Regions from separate parts of the Mus musculus genome. Here region 1 is linked to region 2. The links are chromatin contacts, called in public HiChIP or PLAC-seq maps. All regions are on one chromosome and are shown on one strand. Each heading gives the region's core, a stretch centred on a gene start, on an enhancer-like site or on the middle of the called end of the contact. The rest is flanking DNA. Distances are from core to core; before and after follow the strand shown.

What was found. HiChIP or PLAC-seq counts read pairs in DNA pulled down with a chosen protein or histone mark.
Region 1: an H3K27ac HiChIP or PLAC-seq map of embryonic stem cells shows a contact between it and region 2, with 4 times the contacts expected there. The contact joins the promoter of Rpia here to the enhancer-like site in region 2. A contact is called at or near these places in 3 of 39 promoter capture datasets (embryonic stem cells, pre-B cells and stem cell-derived epiblast-like cells) and 5 of 115 datasets of contacts at active chromatin or transcription factors (embryonic stem cells and large pre-B cells).

Annotation. Positions count from the first base shown.
Region 1 is chr6:70,790,834-70,793,733 of GRCm38.p6, forward strand. It overlaps Rpia (ribose 5-phosphate isomerase A), which reads right to left and starts at 1,342. Exons shown (of 9, transcript NM_009075.2): 1 at 1,053-1,342. The coding sequence starts at 1,316.
Region 2 is chr6:70,102,507-70,105,561 of GRCm38.p6, forward strand. It overlaps Igk. Among named protein-coding and RNA genes, the nearest start is that of Gm46962, 120 kb to the right of the region's middle. Within about 2 kb of position 1,490, at least 23 of the 459 cell types and tissues checked have an H3K27ac peak or open chromatin away from gene starts, as enhancers often do. A contact at or near this core is called in embryonic stem cells and stem cell-derived epiblast-like cells, where this site is marked.

The sequences.
Region 1 (2,900 bases), core at 92-2,591, 690 kb after region 2:
ACTGTGTTCCAAACACAGAGCCAAATTACACATTTTAAATTCATATTCATACCTCACACCTCTTAATTCAAGTATAAAATCCTATGCTAACTAGATGAGCAAAAAGCTACCCTAGAACAGAAGGGCATAAGAGCCCTGCCTGAAACAAAAATGGTGTTCTTCTATAGAACAGGCAAGCCTGAGGTTATCAGACCCGGCCCCGCCCACTCAGGCCACCCTCACCCTAGGCAGGAAGATAAAGCTCTAAGAACAGTGTCTTTGCAAAGTAACTTTGGGCAGCATAGCTTTAACAAGTGAAAAGAATTCCCTTTAACGAAGATACGGATTCTGATAACGCGATCTAAGAAATAGAAAACAAGACCAGGAAACTTCACCACAGGGCAACAGAAGTAATACAATTAAGATAATTAACCTGCTACATACGGGATAGCAAACCCACCTACACTAAGAGTCCACTCAGAGCACCACACCAGCCACTTAACAAATGTGGACACAGCCTTACTAACTTCAAAACATCTGGACCCCTCCTAAAAAGCAGCACCTCCAGATGTCTGGCCACCCGGCCCTGTCAACAGTAACCTGATGGCTTCTTTGTAAAGACAGCACTCTAGCTCCTCAGCGGGAGGAGCTGAAAAGCCTGTTTGGAGTAAAATTTCAAAACACTTTGCAAAACAGCCCTCCGCTGGCTTCGCGGTAAGTGAGAAGTGAAGAACAGCAGCCTCGGGGCTCACCATTTTCAATGGGCTGATTAGGAGGCACGCATTAACAGCCTGACAAGACTCTAAAACAGAGCACAGCCAGGCTCTACTGTGCACCCAGTTCCAGCCGGACAGGGAATCTTTGTAGAAAAGGCTCCAGTTGGGGGAAGAGTTGACACCCACCCATTCGGGGTCTAGAAGGCCTTTCAAGGGTTGGGAAGAACAGCGCGAATTCGGGTACAAGGCTCATCCTCTCCCCTCTCTCGCAACCCTCGCCCTTTCAGGAGTCAGGCGCACCCTGGCAGTGCCCTGGGCGCGCAGCACGAAGCCATCACGCCGTCACCAGCTGCCCACCTTCACGTGGTTCTCCACCGCCGTGTGGCTCGCCAGCTTCTTAGCCTCCTCGGCCTTGGACATCGTGGAGGGGGCCGGGCCGCCCGCGCTCGAGCCTCCCTTGTCGCCGCGGGTCTCCGAATGTGCACGCCCCGGCAACTGCACGTGGGAACCCGAGAGGCCCCAGTTGTTCCCGCCCCCGCCCGAGGCCGCGCCCCCGGCCCGCCCGGGCAGTGGGGCCAGGACCCGCCCGTAGAGGGTGCTGAAGGGCCCGGGGCGCTGCATCCCGCCGCCTCGCTCCAGCCTCTCCGGCCGCCCCACCCCCAACTCCTCCGGAAACCCGCTCGCTTGCGCAACCTGCCCCGCGCGTATTACTAAATGCGTGTTGCTGGGAAATGTAGTCCTACGGCGACAGTGGTTCCTAGGCCCTTCTGCATTCGGGACTACAAGTCCCACAATACGATCGACCCTAGTGTGCAAATCGCCCGCCTTGACTCCAGACTTTCTGTCCGGAAGGTCCGGGTAACTGCTGTCTAGGAAGCTAATAACTCCCTACCTTGGGGTCAAGTGTTTACACCTTTAGGTGAACTCCAAGAACCTTTCCGGCTGTACGCGTATTCTAGAAAAAGAGAGAGACACTATTAAAAACCTGACCTTGTTTGCCCAGCAAATGAGAACGTTGCTGTGTTGTAAGCGAATCCTCAGGCAAGTGGTTCTACCAACACAACGGCCTTTTTTTAAAAAAAATCTTTTAATTACATTGTATTATTTAGGTTGTGCTTGTGGAGGCCAAAGAACAACTTGCAGAAGTCCGTTATCTGACCGTCTTGGTAGTGTCAGTCAGTACTTTACCGGCAGAGCCATCTTCTTACAGTGCTCTAGAGTCACTCATTGATGACACACTTGGGACTCCCAGGTCTTCTGATGTCTGTGCTAGACCTTCACAAACCCAAGGTTACAAGTTCAATCAGTAACTCCCGCCTTGGACATTGTTCTGCTCTTGGTATTGGATGCAGGGTGTCTAAATGGAGCCCGGTCACGAGCGCACAGGCCAGTGTACCTTATCGGGCTTCCCCTTTTCTGCCTTTAGTTTGCTGCAAGTTCTTGGTCTCATTCAGCAGTCCCAGTGGCCTGAACTCACTGTAGAGTTCAGTCCAGGCTGGCCTGGAACTTGGAGCATTTTTCCTGATATGGGATTACATCACCAAATAGGTCTGGAAGTCCTTTTTGTTGTTTTGTTTGTGTGTTTTGAGACAGGATCTCTCTTTGCAACCATGGCTGTCCAGGAACTCTGTAGACCAAGATGCCCTTGAACTCACCGAGATCAGCCTGACTTTCCTTCCCCAGAGCAGAGGTTAACGGTGTGTGCCTGCAAAAGGCATGTGCCAGCAACCCCCAAGAGCTAGAATGTTCCAGGAACCCTTAGGAACAATAAAGACCGGTCACAATGCTTTTTTGCAACTTTTATAACCTGAGTTTTATCTTTATCAGACTGTAATCCTGCCCAAGGCACTCAGAAACCACTCGATAGTCTCCTTTACCAAAAAAAAAAAAAAAAAGAAGAAGAAAATTCTTCAGCCACCATTACAAATGTAACTTCAGGACCCACCATAATCAGGTGTGCCGCTATTGATTGGACACTTACATGAGACTCCCTCTTGAGGAGACCACATCCATACAAGGGTAGTATCGTAGAATTATTATTGTTGCTGTGATGAAACACCATGACTAAAAGCAACTTGGGGAGGGCAGGGTTCATTTGGATTATATGTCCTGAATCACAGTGCACTGAGGGAAACAGTGTCAGGAACCTGGAGGCAGAGGTGCTGTTTACCGGCCTGCTCCTCACAGCTTACTCAGCCTGCTTTC
Region 2 (3,055 bases), core at 240-2,739:
AAAGAAGGGAAATACTTATGAAAGAGCCAAGAAGTGTGGGGAGCGGGTGTGGCGGCAGTCCCAAAGGTGCCAGGGACTGCAGCTAAGTCATATGACTTGCACCTGACTTCCTCATATAAGACACAAACATCTTGAGTGCTGCGCAGGTGTACCAGGATACAGGTGAATCCAATTTGGTGGAGATTTGCCCCTGCTGCCCTGATTAGCTGAAGCTGCGTGCCTGGTGAGGTGGCGTGGCCTGCGGTGCGTGGATGAGAGAGAGTATAAAAGGAGTGAGAGGCCCAGGGTTCGGGGGAGATATAAAAACAAGGGAGATATATAAACAAGGGAGATATAAACAAGGGAGTTATAAACAAGAAGAATCAGGACTGAATAAACGTGTGCAGAAGGATCCTGTAGCAGCGTCGTTCTTCCTGGCCTGTTGAGCGCGCGCAACAAAGAAGCCCAGCTAATATGTAGTCTGTCTCAAAATACTCTAGGGAATTCTTTGCTAATACTAACTACTATAAGGGTAACTCAAGAGCAGGTGTCCCTATGAACAATAACCCAGCTTCCTGAGCTGATTTGCATATTAAGAAATTAGCCACAGTGCAAATTCCATAGGACATCTTTTAAAGCAGATGGCCACTGCCTGAGAAGCATCCTCAAGTCCAGCTCTCAGAGATGGGGTCAGCTCTTCTGCTGTGGGTACTGCTGCTCTGGGTTCCAGGTGAGGGGTGATGGTGTTGGAAACATCCTCTGTGGTCACTGCTGTTTTTCATACATTGGTCTCCTAATCATTGAAATTTTGGCATTTAATTGGTTTTAAGTTTCCCTTTCATTTATGAGTTCTCATACTGCAGCTCATGCCTGCTGTTGAAAGAGTAGTAAACTCAGTGCTCCAAGGTATGCTAATCATAAAACAGATAGCCACATTCCTCCACCCACCCACTTCCTGTGTTCAAAGAGTGTTAATTCAAAGAAAGTCACCCTGACCATTACCGGAACCTGCAATGCAAATGTGCTATTGTTAGGGGCTCTTAGAAACTGTCTTGAGAGTTAACAATTACCAGGTATTCCTTGTGACTCTTGTAACTTTACTTTTGCTTTTTGTTTGCTCTCTCTCTCTCTCTCCCTCCCTCCCTCTCTCTCTTCCTCTCTCTCTCTCTCTCTCTTTCTCTCTCTCTCTCTCTCTCTCTCTCTCTCTCTCTCTCTCTCTCTCTCTCTCTCTCTCTGTGTGTGTGTGTGTGTGTGTGTGTGTGTGTGTTGCTCTCTCTCCGGTCAAGTCTGCTTGACAGGCTGAAAAAGTCTGTAAAGCACTCAACTAGGAAAAGAGTTTCAAGGAAACTCACCTCCTGGAGCTTTGGTGTTCTCATTTACCCACATACTCATACCATATTCCCGAGTTAGTCTGGTGTATGGAAAAATTCTGTTATAGTTAAGTCTCCCCAGTGTTCCATGGTCCCAGAAGCCGAACTTAGAATCCTGTAAGAATGCAGTAAGGAAGTTTACCTATTCAGTTACTAATTAAGCATTACAAAAGACGGAGTCAATAGCTCAGAGCTGGTCTATTAAGGACAGTAGCAAATCGCACCCAAACAAGGGAATACTATGAAAAAGCCAGGGAATCCCACTGAATTAGAAATCTTCAGTACAGGCTGCATTGCATATTAGAAGCAAGTTGGTAAATTCTTCTGACAAATGGAGATTCTCCAGATACTTAAAAGTTATACTCATATAAGAATTTAGCAAGGCCTAAGCTGACCCTAGGTAAGACTGCTTTATCTTTACTGTAAACATTTACCTGGTTCCTGTAAATCCTTTTGAAGTCATTCCTTTGTTTTGTGTCAGGCAACTTCAATGTACCTTGCCTGCTGTGACTTCTGATCCCTTGTATTTTCTGTACTGTATAAGACTGTTGTTCACTTTGTGACAATACATTCAGATCCTACACAATCTCGCGTATTGATCTGTCTGTCACTCACCGACTCCTTGTCCATCTGCCCCAGAGACCCGTTCCATGCAGACAAAGGGACCCAGAGGGTCTGCAGCATGTGTGTGTGTGTGTGTGTGTGTGTGTGTGCATGTGTGTGTGTGTATATGTGTGTTCTTTGTCACACAAATGCACTATTCTTGCCCCATCTTATGTGATGGGTATGAAAAACTCCATTTTGTGCTAGACACCAATTCTACCTTTGTAGAACATAAGCCCCTAGCCCTTGCCCCCTTCTCAGAATTGTAAGACTGTTATGAAATGATTACCTGCTTGCACTATGTTCTGTAAACTCCACTTATTGCTAAATACCCAGAGACTGAGGTAGTTTCTCACGCAGCTCCAAATTCCACAGGAATAAAGTAGCTGTGACTCACCTTTGAAATTCTTCTCTTTATGGGGGCCTTAGTTACAAATTTGACCACAGGGACTAAGAACTGTATTTGAATGTAGGGACCCTGGTATAGCTGTCTCATATGAGGCTATGCCAGTGCCTGGCAAACACAGAAGTGGATGCTCACAGTCAGCTATTGGATGGAACACAGGGCCCCTAATGGAGAAGCTAGAGAAAGTACCCAAGGAGCTAAAAGGGTCTGCAGCCCTATAGGAGGAACAACAACATGAACTAACCAGTACATATGCAACTAGAGACACAAGCTCTTTTACGACATTTGTATACAATTACTATATATTAGTAAAGAAACTTAAGAAACAGCAAAATTTCTCAGAGTGCATAAACTCTTACAACATAGCACTGACATTGGACCTGAGTTTGATCTCAATTATCTATATGGCACAAGAGGAAAATCAAGTCCAGGTTGTCCTCTAAACTCCACAAACGTGCCATGATAATTGTGTACCTATACACGTGAACACGCAAAAAATGTAATTAAATGCAAAAATGTAATTAACCAAAATGTAATAAAAAGTGAAAGAATTTATGGAAAAGGAAAAAAGAAAAAGAAGTGTATACCCATAATGAAGTAGGAAAGTACTCTAGAGGTTAGGCAAAGCAAGAAACATTATTCCTAAAACCTCCAAAGTATAGAGTTGTTTGCCAACAAATTCACATGAGCCCATAGA